Regions from separate parts of the Mus musculus genome. Here all the other regions are linked to region 1. Evidence: chromatin contacts called from public HiChIP or PLAC-seq data. All regions are on one chromosome and are shown on one strand. The core of a region is the stretch at or near the end of the contact, and the rest is flanking DNA. Distances in the headings are between cores, read along the strand shown.

Region 1 (4,728 bases), core at 657-3,156:
ACACACACACACACACACACACAGAGTATTTAAATTACAGCAACTGCTAATGATAACACTGTGTCTTCTAAACCGCTGGCACTTCTAATTAAAGCTTTTCCTGTCTCGTTTCATCGAATTTAGCTGTTAAAAAAAAAACAAAACAGCAAGGCAGATCAATAAACAGCAGTGGTCCTTCTCTTAAGCCTAGCTTCTCAGCATAAATCATGTTGGTGCTTTAGACTGCTGGGGTTAGTGACTGTGAGTTACTGTTTCCAACAATCTGATAAAAGAGACAGGGAATGAGCCCAGGAGCTCAGGTGCCTATGTTGAATGGGTATGTGCTCACATATGCAAAAGGAAAGCTGACTTACTCAGCCTTACATCATTTAAGAGAGCTGGAAGGAAGCGTTTGGAGGAGACAGAACTAGTACTCACAGAAGTAATTACTACTACAGAGGTAATGGGGGAAATTTCTAATCCACAGATCTCAAGTGTATCTATTACAGAAATGAGAACTACAAAAATCAGCACGAAGGATTCTAAACAAAGCAAACAAACAAACAAACAAACAAACCAGCAAGAAACAAAAGCTGCCCTATGACCCACCTGGCCATATATACCCAGTGGTTCCATATTCTAGCACAGAGATTTGTTGTACATATTCATTGCTGTTCTACTCAGAATGGCCAGGGAGTGGACTCAGCTTGGATGCTCATCAACAGGTGAATGGATAATGAAAATGTGATACATGTGCAGAACAGAATTTTACTAATTTGTAAAGAAAAAGGAAATTATAAAACTTGAAAGATAAAAATCCTCCTACTCTCTCATGTATATAAATATAGGTGGAGCCTAAAAAAACTAGAAGAGACAGACCAAGCAAAGGTGAAGAGAGAGACAGAGGAGATGGAGAGATGGCTAGCAGCTCTCCCAGTACTGCAGGGCTCTGTTCTCAGCACCTACGCGCTAGCCCAATTATCAGTAACTCTACTTCCAGGGATAGCCTCATAGGGAACCACACGTGCATGCGGTCCCTAGAACATCCATGCAGAAAGAACAGCAATACGCATACAATAAATTAATAAAATCAAATAATACATGTGTACAATATGGAAATGAAATTAGTAGAAGAAGCTCCTAAAAGGAAAACAGGGTGCCTAACACAGAGTAATAGAATAGGAACTATGCAGTTTTAGAAAAAGGTTTATATTCATTATTTTAAATTGTATCTCTGCGTGGGTGTGTGCACATGAGGACAGCGCTAGGGAAGCCAGAAGCATTGAGTTCCAAGGAGCTCAGCTACAGGAGTATGTGAGCCATCTGCTGTGGGTCCTGCTGAGTTCAGGACTTCTGCAAAAGAAATATGTGTTCTTCACTCCCAAGCCTGGAACTATGGGGTCTGATTAAATTAAAATAGTGGCAATTATTCCATAAATTCCAATTAAATAAAAGATGTTTGAGGATGTTTACCTAAACATTAAAAAAAAAAAAAACCCTGAAATTTTGAAATTTGGGTACATGGCAAAAATTTCATTTTACTTTATAATTAAAATTTATGATTATTATGCTAAGAATAAAATTAATTGATAGTTGTAATAACATAGTATAGACATTTCTAGGAATGGAACTAACCCAATCTAAAAATACTTATTTGTAAGGTAAACATTTTTTTTAACATTTTAGTTTGTAATGTAAATAAAGTTTATTTCCTGTTATTTTTCACTCACTCATTAATCTCTATAGGGATCCAGTTAAGTCACCAAGTTTGTTTCCTTTTGATACATGCTGATGTAGCAGACAACAGCAACAGAGCATGTGGTATGACTCGTTCAAATTACCCAGCTAACCACGCACAGTCAGCTGGGGATGGAACAGAAAGGCCTGACTCACTATGTTGTCTTCCCAAGTTGTGAAATCTTCCTTCTTCCTGTTGACAAATCTGGCTTACTCACAGATACGACCTAGCAGAGCGCTAAATATGACACGAGACAGAAGTGTAGCATGAGGCCCTATCAGCTTCCCCTATGAAACTCATAGCGTGTGGTCTTCCCTGAACACAAGGAAATTGGGCCCTCACCAAAAGGCAGGCACTACTGCAGGACTGAAACTCTGAGCAGATGTTAGAAGGTGAAGAAGAAGAAAAAAAACTTTCTTAAAAATGCTATTTACTAGTAGCATACAAGTGCGAATAACTTGCAAAATAAATCCATTTTTCTTGTTTCTGGCATGTGTATGCTGTGGTACACATATGTGTATGTATGCATGGTACACATATGTGTATGTACATGTGTACATGAATCCCTGTGCATGGGACTGATTTGTATCTCATATATAGAGGCAGGGCCTCTCACTCGAACCCAGAATTCACCCCTTCAACTAGTCTGGCTAGCCAGGATCCTGGTCTCTGTGGTTACAGGTAGGCCACCACATCTGCCTGGCACTATGTGGGCTCTGGGGATCCAAACTCTGCACTTACCATCTCACAATGTACTTCTGTAAGAAGCAAACTAGCTGGGCATGGCGGCTCATACCTGCAACAGAAGCACCTGGGAAGCCGAAGCAAGAGGCAGTACAAGTTCTAGGCCAACCCAGACCTTGTCTAAAAATCAAATAAATCAATAAACAAGAAAGAGCAATTGACACATCAAAAAAAAAAACCAAAAAAAAAAAAAACAAAAAAAAAAACAAAAACAAAAAAACCCTCTTTCTTCCAAACCTAAATCAAAATAAGACCAAAAAAAAAAAAAAAAAAAAAAAAAAAAAAGGAGAGAAAGAGAAAAGAAAGCATAGATTTTTTTTTTTTTCTCCCAAAGGTTAGACCCTAGTTAGATTACACTTGAATATCTGTTTCTGCCATGGTTAAATCAGAAAAGCTCTGATCAGGTCAACTTATACTGATCACCTCATAGGGAAAGCATTCTAAATAATCAATTTATTTTCTTCTTGCTCCTGACCTTTACCATCTGACACCTGCCACTAAGTATATTCTATATGTTATACATACCATATATGTGTGTTATATAAAATACATGTTATTATACATACTATATAATACAAAATTTATAACACATGTTTTCTTGTTTATATATTTTTTCTCATTTATATGAAATATATAACATATACTTTATCTATAGTTATATAAAATATATAACATACTTTATATATAGTTATATAAAATATATTTGCATATAGCCTCTCTTGCTACTTGCTCTTGAATTTCATGTCTTCCTATCAACCTTTCACTGATTTTGTGCTCGCCTGGCTGAATTCCATCCATTTGTCCTGTGTGTTCCCATTGAACCAGGAGGTTATAGCCCAAGATCTAAAATTATGATCTTTTTGAGAGCCGGCACTGGGGTGATGTGTGTGGCCTATTATTTGCAGTTGGCTCAGCCTGATCAGCGTGACTGGCATTCTGAAATATCCTGTTTCTCTAGGATGTGATCCCTACTGGGGGTTCTAGGTTTGAGCATCAGATCCTTCCCTTCGCCAAAATGTGTGTTTTCATGGTTTGGAGGAGACGGCTCAATTGGTAATATGCTTGCAGTGCAAATATGAAGACCTGAGTTCTGTTCCTCACACCCATATACAAGGTTGGGTGTGGCAGTGCACATCTGTAATCCCACCCCTGAGGAGGTGGGGACAGGCAACTTCTTGGCACTTGCTAACCAGCCAACCTAGCATAATCAGCAAGTTCAGTGAGAGATCCTGTTTCAAAAATATTAACATGGAAAGTGGCTCTGGCCTCTACACATATCTACACATATGTGTGCACACACACATAGACACAAACATACATGCACACAAAATAAAAATAAAGTGTGAATTTTCAAAGGCTATTATTATTCATTTTTATTTTTATTTTATTTTTTTATTTTTTTTATTTTCTTGAGATAGAGCCTCACTATAATAGTCCTTGCTGCCCTGAAACTTTCCATGTAGACCAGGCTGGCCTCAAACTCACAGAGATCCTTCTGCCTCTGCTTCCTGAATCCTGTGACTCACCTGCCACCACACCTAACTGGAAGTATTATTTTACTCTAGCGACCCACAGCACACTTTGTCCAGAGCTGGGCCTGGTTTTTAGGTCAGGAGGACTGTTGTGACAGACAAGCCCCAAGTGTGTCTGAAGCCAGTCAAAGCTGCAGGACAGAGGTTTGGTCAGCTAGACTCTGCCTCAGGTTTGTGGGACACAGGTAGAACAACCACACTCAGAGAAGGTGTGTGACATAAAGTGGGAGAAGAGTAAAATCATTCCTCTGCTTCACAACCTGCTCTGGGCCCACTCTGGTTCTACCTTTAGTAGATGCAATGACTGTTACACACTTTATATACGATATAGAGCATAGTATATAGTATACAGTGTAGTGTATAGTGTACAGTATAGTATATAGCATAGAGTGTATAGTATATAGTATAGTGTATAGTATACAGTATATAGTGTACAGTATATAGTATACAGTGTAGTATGTAGTATATGGTATATGGTGTATAGTGTACTGAATACAGTATATAACATATAGTATACAGTGTAGTATTTAGTATTATAGTATACAGTATAGTATATAGTATACAGTGTAGTGTTATAGTATATGGTGTATAATATATAGTATACAGTGTAGTATGTAGTTTATGGTATATGGTGTATAGTATACAGAATATAATATATAGTGTACAGTATAGTATATAGTGTAGTATTTGGTGTATAGTATACAGTATAGTATATAGTATACAGTGTAGTGTGTA
Region 2 (4,728 bases), core at 916-3,415, 330 kb after region 1:
TTCCTGTAAGTGAAAGTTCTCAGCAAGGTTAGAAAAATTCCCATCCTGTGGTTGGTCAGGCCTAAGGGAAGATCAAATCTCCCTGTGAGATTGTGAGGAGACAGAAGTTGGGGCTAATCCTGGCCATTCAACTTCTAGCACCCAGTTAGGACAAAGGGCAGAGCTGATGCATTCAAACTTTGGAAAAAGCAGATGTGATAAGATTGAGTGACCTCAGGCATCCAATCGGGTGTGGGGATCCACACATCAAGAGAGACCACTTTCAAGAAGGTTGCTGATGCAAGATGGCTCGTTTACTGCTTTTGACCCACCTATAAGCTGAGAGCATATATTCTATAAAATCATGTTCTGAGCCCGATGGTGTCCCAGGCTGGTGGTGATGCTGTCATGCTGGGCAGCCACGGTGAGCCCATAGCTCTGACTTAGTCGCAAGACCATGAAGGTAAACAAGGCGTACCCTGGCATCACGGTATAGAGTTGATATGGTTTTAGATACATTCAACCCACGATAGCAGAGGTAACGGCCCTGTCTCAAAAAAAAAAAAAAAAGAAAGAAAAAGAAAAACCAAAACAAGATCCCAGGAATCCAGGAATGTAGCTCAGTTGGAGGGGCAAGGCCTGGGCTTCCATCCCCACTAAACACAAAACACCACCAAAGAGCGGGAAAAAAAAGATAGACCAGACTAAACTAGACAGGTGTATTAAATTCCTTTGAATCCATAATAGGTATAATGGCAAGTCAGGGGGTGTTACACGTAGTTGACATTTTTCTCCAAAGTTACATGCATGACATATCCAGAACATCATTTATTTAAAATTTTCTAATTAAAAGCTTTAATACCTTAAGCTCAATCCAATCATTTCGCAATTTATAGTAGAGATCAAGATGCCACAAATATATACATCTTTCTTCACATTTTTGTAAAGGCTTTATAAATTTCAAAATAACATTGCTGCAGAGTTTTTCTAACATTTTCTGTAAATCCTGGATAGCAGTGAAATGTCAGAATAGGAGTTGGGTGTGGTTCAATGACTCCAAGCGTTCTTAAAGTCCAAGGTTCATTTCCAAATACTACATGTGTAAACATAGAAACACAAAGTCAGATTGACTTAAAAGTAATAGTCTATCTATTGCACACCTTATATTGCCACTTATCACATTATCTTATTTATTGGGCACCTTATGTACAGTCGTTTAGACTTCACAACCCTAGTGAGAGGTGTTGTTACTGCTGTACAGGGGGAGGAAGCTGGCTGGCTGGTGAGTTCAGCCTGTCTGAGGCTATGGGCTGTAATGCAGCCCTCAATCCCCAGCAGATTCTGCATGCTGTGCGAGCACTGCATTTGAAATCAAATGACTTGCAAAGAGATAACCCCAAAAAACAAATGAACAAAACCACCCTATACTCTAAAGGATTTTGGAGTTGCCTTGGCAAATGATCGTTTATAATTTTATTTTCTAAATACCTCTATCCTCTGTTGTCTACCAAGTTACCCCTTCTCCATTTTCCTTTTGACCACATCTGCTCCTTAGGAAGACTCGAGGCACTGCCGAGTCCTCGGGGATTTCCTAAGTCTCATTAACTACAAAGAGTCTGACACAATGAACTCCTGTGCGCTCTCCGCAGCTTCTCGGTGTATTAACACCCAACTATACATAACTTTTCACTTTCTTTTCTAGGCATCAGCTCTCTGAGCCCACGGGCTTTGTTTTCCAGTGTGTTTGTTTTTATTCTGACCCTTTAGGGCTACTCTTTAAAAAACAAAACAAAACAAAAAACCCTATCAATACTATGGCTTTTAATAGGGATGAAAGGGACAACGCTGCGTAAAGGGGCCGGCGCAATTTTATGATAAAACCATTCATTCCTCTCCCAATCTCAACTCATCCATCCATTTTTGAAAAGGGGTTGCTTGTGGATTAGAGCGGAGGGGGGAGGGCTCTAGTGGCGTAAAGATCAACGTTAAAAATAAATATCTCTACGCAAAGAAAACAGACCACGCCTTTCCCCTCCGACCCAGACAGAACCTAAGTACTTTGCCTGGGCAAGCTTTTTGAGAGGCTCACCTCCCGGCAAGATGAGCCGGTTTGCTGTGGCGCTGCTCTTCCCAGGCAGGTGCTGCGCGGGCTCGCCAGCTCCCTGTTAATTTGAGCCCGCAAAGGGACCTTTGATCAACGTGCTCACAGCCTGCAGGCTTCCCGAGCTGGCTCCCGGCGACTTCAAAAGAGCTGTAAAACCGACTGTAATCTCGGCCTTCCTGTTTCTGAGGCTCCCACCCCCACCCCGCCCCCTGGGTCCGCACACAAACGCCAAGCTTCGCACCGGACTATTGTCCTCGGTCCGCAAGGTGCAGCCACTGCCAGCCCCGTGTGCCATTTGCAGAGGGCTGGGCCAACTGCTAACTCAGATTTCTTCGTCCAGAGGAGGACCTGACTCGAGCTCCTTTGCGGAGAAGTGGAGATGGGCATATCATGTAATGCTTGCTGGCGGAAGGTGATGTGAAAAGCCCCAGTTTGAGGGAACTCTATACCAGGAAGGCAGTGGTTTGAAATTTTGATACAGAAACTACAAAACTAACCAACAGAGTCAACCAGTCTGTCTGACTATCTATCTATATCTATCTATCTATCTATCTATCTGGTTTGAGACTAAGTTTCTCTCCGTGTGTGTGTGTGTGTGTGTGTGTGTGTGTGTGTGTGTATGTATGTATGTATAAATGAATGTATGCATCTATCTTTTCTATTTATCTTATCTACCTACCTACTTATCTGTGTTTTGAGACAAGTTTCACTCCATGTATGTATGTATATATGTATGAATATATGCATCTATCCTATCTATCTATCTATCTATCTATCTATCTATCTATCTATCTATCTATCTATCTTATCTGTGTTTTGAGACAAAGTTTCACTTTACAGACCTAGCTGGCCTCAAGGTCCACATTCTCCCTGCTGTCTTCCGTCTCCACATCCCGCTAGTAGTCCTTTCTATTCTCAAATTTTAGTTCCTGCTTGCCTTTGGATTTTCTTGGTTCTGGGATCTTAATCCCATTTGGGATTCAAGAATGATTTTTAAAAACTTGACACGTATTTTGTGTGTGCTGAGGGTGCACATGTAGGCAAGTGTCTGGAGGAGTACACTGGGAACTGCCAGGTATCTCCTTCATCTTCTTTAGGAGGTTGAACTCAGGTCACTGGTTGGCACCTTCTGTCTCCCTGGCTCTGATTTACTGATGGCTTATGTTGTGATAGCGCGGGTGTGGAGGTAGGAGGAAGAACTATTTGTGTAGCAAGCTTTTTGTCCTTTTTATATGGTACTAGGGCTTGAACTCAGGACCTGGTCAGTTCGAGGCAAACCTTTTCCTTGGAGCTACGTAGAGCCTTCTAAGGAATATTATTCAGAATCTTTGAAAAGCTTAATTTCTTTATGTAAGATTTGGTATTTAAAACAATACCACTCTCCACCAATCTCCCCACCCCTCCCCAAAATCCCACGAACTTCAAAGTTGTTGAGAATCACAGAAGGTAAACTGAGCTCTCAGAGGGAGAAGACGGTGATAGCAGATTAGAGGCTCTGCCAAGGAGAAGCCCATCCCTGATCAATTAAGAACCAGGACTGGGGTCTGAAGAGGTGGCTCGGTGGTTAAAAGCGCTGGCTGCTCTTCAAGAGGACACTGATAACAGAACTCACTGGGCAACTTACAACCAACAGTAACTCCAGGTCCTGAGAATTCCACAGTTTTCTGGCCTGTGCAGGGCACTGGGTAGAACAGAGTAGACACACACACATTCAGACAAAACACTGGGACCTATAGAATAAGTTAATAAAAGAACTGGGGTTGATCTGGGGCAAACTCCGAGGTAAAGCCCTGGCCTGGCATGGGAAAGATTCCAGCACCCAAAGGGATAAAACACAGTAACCAACCCTCAGCCCGAGAGACCATGGTCACCCCGTTCTTAGCGAACTCGTCATCGCTCTCTTAATCTTGTGACCATCTTTGAAGCCCTCACTCACACTGCTTCCTCCTATGAGGTCCGGAGGAGAGGGAAGTAGGGATCGCTTTGCTGCTGTGTCATTAGAAGATGGAGAAGGGTGGGCTGAGGAACGGGCCAGTCAGGGCCAGAATGGAGCCAAAAGGCAGAAGTGAGGCTAGGACATTCGCCCACAAGCAAGAGGAAGCAGGACTTTGGCTCCCATCCAGGGAGAGTCACTGCAAGATCTGTAAACAGCATCCATTTGTTGACAGCTCAGGTTTGCTTCAAAGAACTTGCTTTTTGTTGGGCACAGATCCCAGCACTTGGGAGGCAGAGGCAAGAGGATCTCTGTTGAGTTTCAGGCCAGCCTGGTCTACACAGTAAGTTCCAGGACAGCTGGAGCTACATGGTTAGACGCTGTTTAGAAAAAAACAAAACAAACAAAAAACGGGCTGGAGAGATGGCGCAGTGGGTAAGACTGCTCTTCCAGAGGTCCTGAGTTCAGTTCCCAGCAACACATGGGGGCTCACAACCATCTGTAATGGGGTCTGTTGCCCTCTTCTGGTGTGTCTGAAGACAGCGACAGTGCACTCATATAAATAAGTCTTAAAAAAAGGAAAAATCAAAACCAACAAAACAGCACAAGCATCTCAAACCACCATCATCAACAAAATAACTTGCTCTTTGTAACTCCATTGAGAGTGTTAGTGTGTGAGAGCATGAATCTGTGTGTGTGTGTGTGTGTGTGT
Region 3 (4,728 bases), core at 580-3,079, 310 kb after region 1:
GCCCTTCCCAGAGCCCAGAGCTTGGATTCCACCTCCTCAGAGAACTAGGTGGTGGGTGATACACGCCTGTAACCCCAGCACTTAGCAGGCTCAGGCAGGAGGCAGGGTCAGCGTCTGGGTTACACAGTAAATTCCCACACCATCCTGGGCCTGAGCTATAGAGTAAGAAGAAAAGGGGGAAAAAATCCACGATTTAAAAAAGTTAAAACGCAAAACCACTCTGGGAATGGTGAACATTGTATCTGAGATTACACATCTCTTTAGGATTTTACTAAAAACAAGATGAGAGAGGTGGCTAGAGAAAGGCTCAGCAGCTAGTTGTCATGGGGTGCAGTTCTAGAGATAGATTCCCAGCACCCACATGGTGGTTTACAACTTCTATAACTTCAGTGCCAGGGGAGGGCACACACACATATAAAAGACAATAGTAAATGTTTTAATTAAAAAAAAAAAAAAAAAAGGTTTTGGGCTGGAGAGGTAGCTCAGTGGTTGTGATTGAAATGTTCTTGCAAATCATCGGAGTCAGTTCCCTGCACCTTTGTTGGGAGGCTCTTGATGGCCATGTCCATGGAAACCTTGTGTGTATATAGGTGTTATACACCTATACACACTTATACACAAACCTATGTGTTCATGTATAGGTGTGTGCACAAAACCTTTTGTGCATACATCTATACATAAACACATAGACACATAATTAAAAACAGTGTATTTAGCTCACTCAGTCAAAGTGTTTGCCTCCCAGGCAGGAAGGTCCTGGACTTAATTTCTAGTTTTACACTAAAAAAAAGATGTAGGCATGGTAAGGCAGGTTTGGAGCCCTGACTCCTAGGAGGTAGAAGCAAGAGAAGCAGAAGTTCGAGGACATTGTCAGCTACCTAGAGAGTTCCCGACCAGCCTGGGATACATGAAAACCTGTCTATAAACAAACAAACAAACGAGTGAACATACAAACAAATAAATAGATGGAAAGGATTTCTTGAGGACCAGTACATATGTATGTTATATACTCTTTAAATATGCTAGAGAGCTTTCAAAATGAGAGTGGAATGTACCAATCTTTCTATATCAAGTATAGTAAAAAAAAAAAAAAAGTAATATAGATGTCAGAGTTTTGTTTGTTTTTGTTTTTCGAGACAGGATTTCTCTGTGTAGCCCTGGCTGTCCTGGAACTCACTCTGTAGACCAGGCTGGCCTCGAACTCAGAAATCTGCCTGCCTCTGCCTCCCAAGTGCTGGGACTAAAGGCGTGCGCCACCACGCTCGGCTCAGAGTTTTAACATCAAGTTTGCTACAGCTGAGGTGTGGCTCAGTGGTCAGTGCTTGCCTAGTAATAGGGAAGTCCTAGGTTCAACCCCCATCACTGCAATCAACAAATAAATGTAAAAATAAAATTTATTCATGTCGCTTGCAAGGGAATAAGCATTCCTGTCACTGAAGAAAATATGAAGGGATTGCCTTGGCTTCTGCAGGACACCCTGTGGAGATCACTCCCCTCTACACAAATACCATTGGACTGGAAAGCCTTCCATTACCCAAGTTCCCGCCTTCCGGGGAGCAATACTCACTTCACCTACACATTTATTAATTTGTTTTCAGTGAAAATGATTCAGGGCTATTTGCAATGCTTGGTCCATAAAAACTATCTGCATCAAGATAAATGGTTTTACTTTTTCACATCTGGTCATCTGCTCCCGGGCTATGACATCATCTATTCTTGTTTCTCGTAAGGGGCAATGAATAATTAGTTTCTGGTGTCATTAGGGGTTGTTCATGCTGGCTAATGATTAACCACTGCTCGCTCCAGGATACAGAATCTGACTGGAAAATTGAGTCTCGTTTCAGATCTTTGCTCCGGAGAGTGTACGTATCTAACACAAGCAAGAACCAAACTCACATACCTAGTAAAGACTGATGTTACGTGTAATCCATGGTACGACAGATCACTGCTCAGTTGTTATAGTGACACGACGGGATGTGTTGGCACCACGCCAGCCTCTGACTGCCTGTCACCTCCAGAGGCAGCAGCCTCTAATAGTTTTATGAAAAATGGCTTTGTACTGTTTTTTTTTTAATAGTGTCTGTGTGTGCAAACAGTCATTGGCCATATAGTCTATAGTCAATGGTGTAGCACACATATAATGATGATTTCGTAAGACTGAATGGCCTTGCCAGTTGTGGCACACATCTTATTCCCAGCATCTGAGAAGACAGAAGCAGAATATTTCTGTGGGGTTCAGGCCAGCTCACTATGTAGTGAGTTCTAGACCAGCTAGGGGTACATAGGGAAATCTGTTCTTAAATAAATAAATAAAGTGACCTAATGATATCATACCCATTTTAGATAAGGACATTGCATGATGTCTACATAATAAAATCACCTAACAACACATTTCTGAATGTATTACCATTGTTAATTGATGAATCAGTGTGATTTCCTCTACCCTGTAATAACAGCAGCAAATTCCTGTGTCTTTCCCCATGTTTGTTAGTGATTTGGATTCCTTATTTAGTTGTAAATTTCTAACCTGTAGATTCATTTGTCAAACCTTAAAAACTACTATTTATTCTGTCTCTCTCTGATGTGTATACACGTGCCTGTGGCTGTCCAAGGAGGCCAGCAAGAGGGCACAGATCCCATGGACCTGGGCTCTTGAGTAGATGGTTTTGAGCCTTCTGATATAGGTGCTAAGTACTGAACCCAGGTCTCCTGGAAGCAGTGTCATCTCTCCAGCCCGTGTCCCACTTCTTAATGCCAGGCTGTTCTTTCTTATAGCTGCACCGTCTCTTCTGGAACTAATGTCTTCTGTGTGCTGTTAACTATTTACTCTAGTTTCCTTGCATTTGAGAAAATAAACAAACAAAATGCTTTTCAACAAGGTCACCTATATATATTTTTTTCCATGCTCCTTGTCTGTTTCTCTGTGTGTGTCTCTCTCTCATGCACACATACGCACACACATATAAAAATTTAAAAAGTAAAATGTGGCTATGATTATGAACGGACAAGAAGAAATGAGAATGTCAGATGTACACACAAGCTGATTTTCTTAAACATAGAACTCTTAAGAGAAAAAAAATAAATGCAGGGCTGGAGAGATGCTCAGCGGGTGCGAGCACATCCTGCTCTTCTAGAGAAATCAAGTCCAGTTCTCCACAAGAGCCTGCTATCCCTCCAGCCAGCCTGGGCAAAACCTTCTTCTGGCCTCCAAAGTGAACCTGCACTCATGTGTGCTTGTGCACACACATGCACATAATTAAAAAATAAATCTAGGGGCTGGTGAGATAGCTCGGTGGTTAAGAGCACTGACTGCTCTTCCGAAGTTCCTGAGTTCAAATCCCAGAAACCACATGGTGGCTCACAACCATCCGTAACATGATATGACTCCCTCTTCTGGTGTGTCTGAAGACAGCTACAGTGTACTTACATATAATAAATAAATAAATCTTTTAAAAAAAAATCTAAGAATTAGGTGCAACTCATTTTCATCTAAGAGATAGACCAAAAGGAAGCCAGCAGCTTCAGGGTTAGAAAGACTCTATAGGAAAGAGCGGGATTTTAACTAAGGAAGGACATTTGGAGGTTACCTTGGCGATATCTGGATCTTGGTGTCTCTGATGTCTAAGGCCAATCTCTGCCTTCATTATCAGTGTGACCTTCTATGACAGATTCCCTGAGAGCCAGGTAGTCTGTGCCCAACATCTTGCTTTGTGCTGTTTAGCTATGGCACATTTGAATGTGTTCAAGTTATGTTGACTTTAAGAAAAATATAGCGTATATGACTAATTTGGATATTAAATGGGAGCATTTAAATGTTTCAGAAAGTCTGAGGCACATACATGAAGATACAAGATATTGAAAATAAAGGGAGCTGGGCAGTGGTGGCGCACGCCTTTAATCCCAGCACTCGGGAGGCAGAGGCAGGTGGATTTCTGAATTCGAGGCCAGCCTGGTCTACAGAGTGAGTTCCAGGTTAGCCAGGGCTACACCGAGAAACCCTGTCTCGAAAAATCAAAAAAAAAAAAAAAGAAAGGAAGAAAGAAAGAAAGAAAGAAAGAAAAAAATAAAGGGGATAAAGACTGAGTTCAATAAGGCCATTGTCAAACAAAAACCACAGCTCTCATCCCAAAGACAGTAAGAGATCATTTATCCTGAGCCAAATATGAAAGTGATTGTGGCCCAGGGAACCCAGATTTGGGTAGACTCCAGACATGTCCCACCATGGAAGTTATCATATGAACTGTTATGTCTATGTCCCACACCATGGAAGTTAGCATATGAACTGTTAATCATAAACTAAGCTAAAAATGAACGCATTTACCAAATAATACATGGATGAGGTCTCAAGATTTTTAATTGAGAGTCAAAAAAAGGGTAGGCCAGATAGACAGGTAATAAATGGCTAGGAGGGAGACTTTCGATAGATCGATAGATCAGGATGATCTGCCTCTGGATCTGTATCATTCCAACTCACCCCAACCAGGAGGCCCTAATCAGGCAATCACCGGGTAGATCAGCCTCAGTGTGTCTTTTCCAGGGAACTTCAGCCCACATCACCTAGGGAAAGAAAAGTGACTTCCACTTCAAAACAAAACAAAGGGTAGGGGGCTGTGTTGACGTGGAGAAAGTGATCAGTAGTGCCAGCTACTTAAAACTGAACAAGGGAATGTTGATAAACTCACCACAAGATGGCCGGGACCAGCCCTTGTGAAGACAATGGTTAGCTCT

The links. HiChIP or PLAC-seq counts read pairs in DNA pulled down with a chosen protein or histone mark.
Region 2: a contact with region 1 is called in an H3K4me3 HiChIP or PLAC-seq map of bone marrow-derived macrophages, with 3 times the contacts expected there. The contact joins two enhancer-like sites. A contact is called at or near these places in 1 of 39 promoter capture datasets (macrophages), 3 of 484 Hi-C or Micro-C datasets (brown adipocytes, pre-B cells and regulatory T cells) and 3 of 115 datasets of contacts at active chromatin or transcription factors (bone marrow-derived macrophages, microglia and pancreatic cancer cells).
Region 3: a contact with region 1 is called in an HNF4G HiChIP or PLAC-seq map of pancreatic cancer cells. The contact joins two enhancer-like sites. A contact is called at or near these places in 4 of 39 promoter capture datasets (the C10 cell line, macrophages, pre-B cells and 1 more), 3 of 484 Hi-C or Micro-C datasets (brown adipocytes, pre-B cells and regulatory T cells) and 2 of 115 datasets of contacts at active chromatin or transcription factors (microglia and pancreatic cancer cells).

Annotation. Positions count from the first base shown.
Region 1 is chr17:71,162,344-71,167,071 of GRCm38.p6, reverse strand. No RefSeq gene overlaps it. Among named protein-coding and RNA genes, the nearest start is that of Lpin2, 19 kb to the left of the region's middle. Within about 2 kb of position 1,906, at least 94 of the 459 cell types and tissues checked have an H3K27ac peak or open chromatin away from gene starts, as enhancers often do. A contact at or near this core is called in bone marrow-derived macrophages and pancreatic cancer cells, where this site is marked.
Region 2 is chr17:70,832,143-70,836,870 of GRCm38.p6, reverse strand. No RefSeq gene overlaps it. Among named protein-coding and RNA genes, the nearest start is that of Gm41610, 6.8 kb to the left of the region's middle. Within about 2 kb of position 2,165, at least 129 of the 459 cell types and tissues checked have an H3K27ac peak or open chromatin away from gene starts, as enhancers often do. A contact at or near this core is called in bone marrow-derived macrophages and pancreatic cancer cells, where this site is marked.
Region 3 is chr17:70,854,307-70,859,034 of GRCm38.p6, reverse strand. It overlaps Gm36856 (a long non-coding RNA gene), which reads right to left. Exons shown (of 2, transcript XR_876932.3): 2 at 4,337-4,728. Among named protein-coding and RNA genes, the nearest start is that of Gm36856, 3.1 kb to the right of the region's middle. Within about 2 kb of position 1,829, at least 6 of the 459 cell types and tissues checked have an H3K27ac peak or open chromatin away from gene starts, as enhancers often do. A contact at or near this core is called in pancreatic cancer cells, where this site is marked.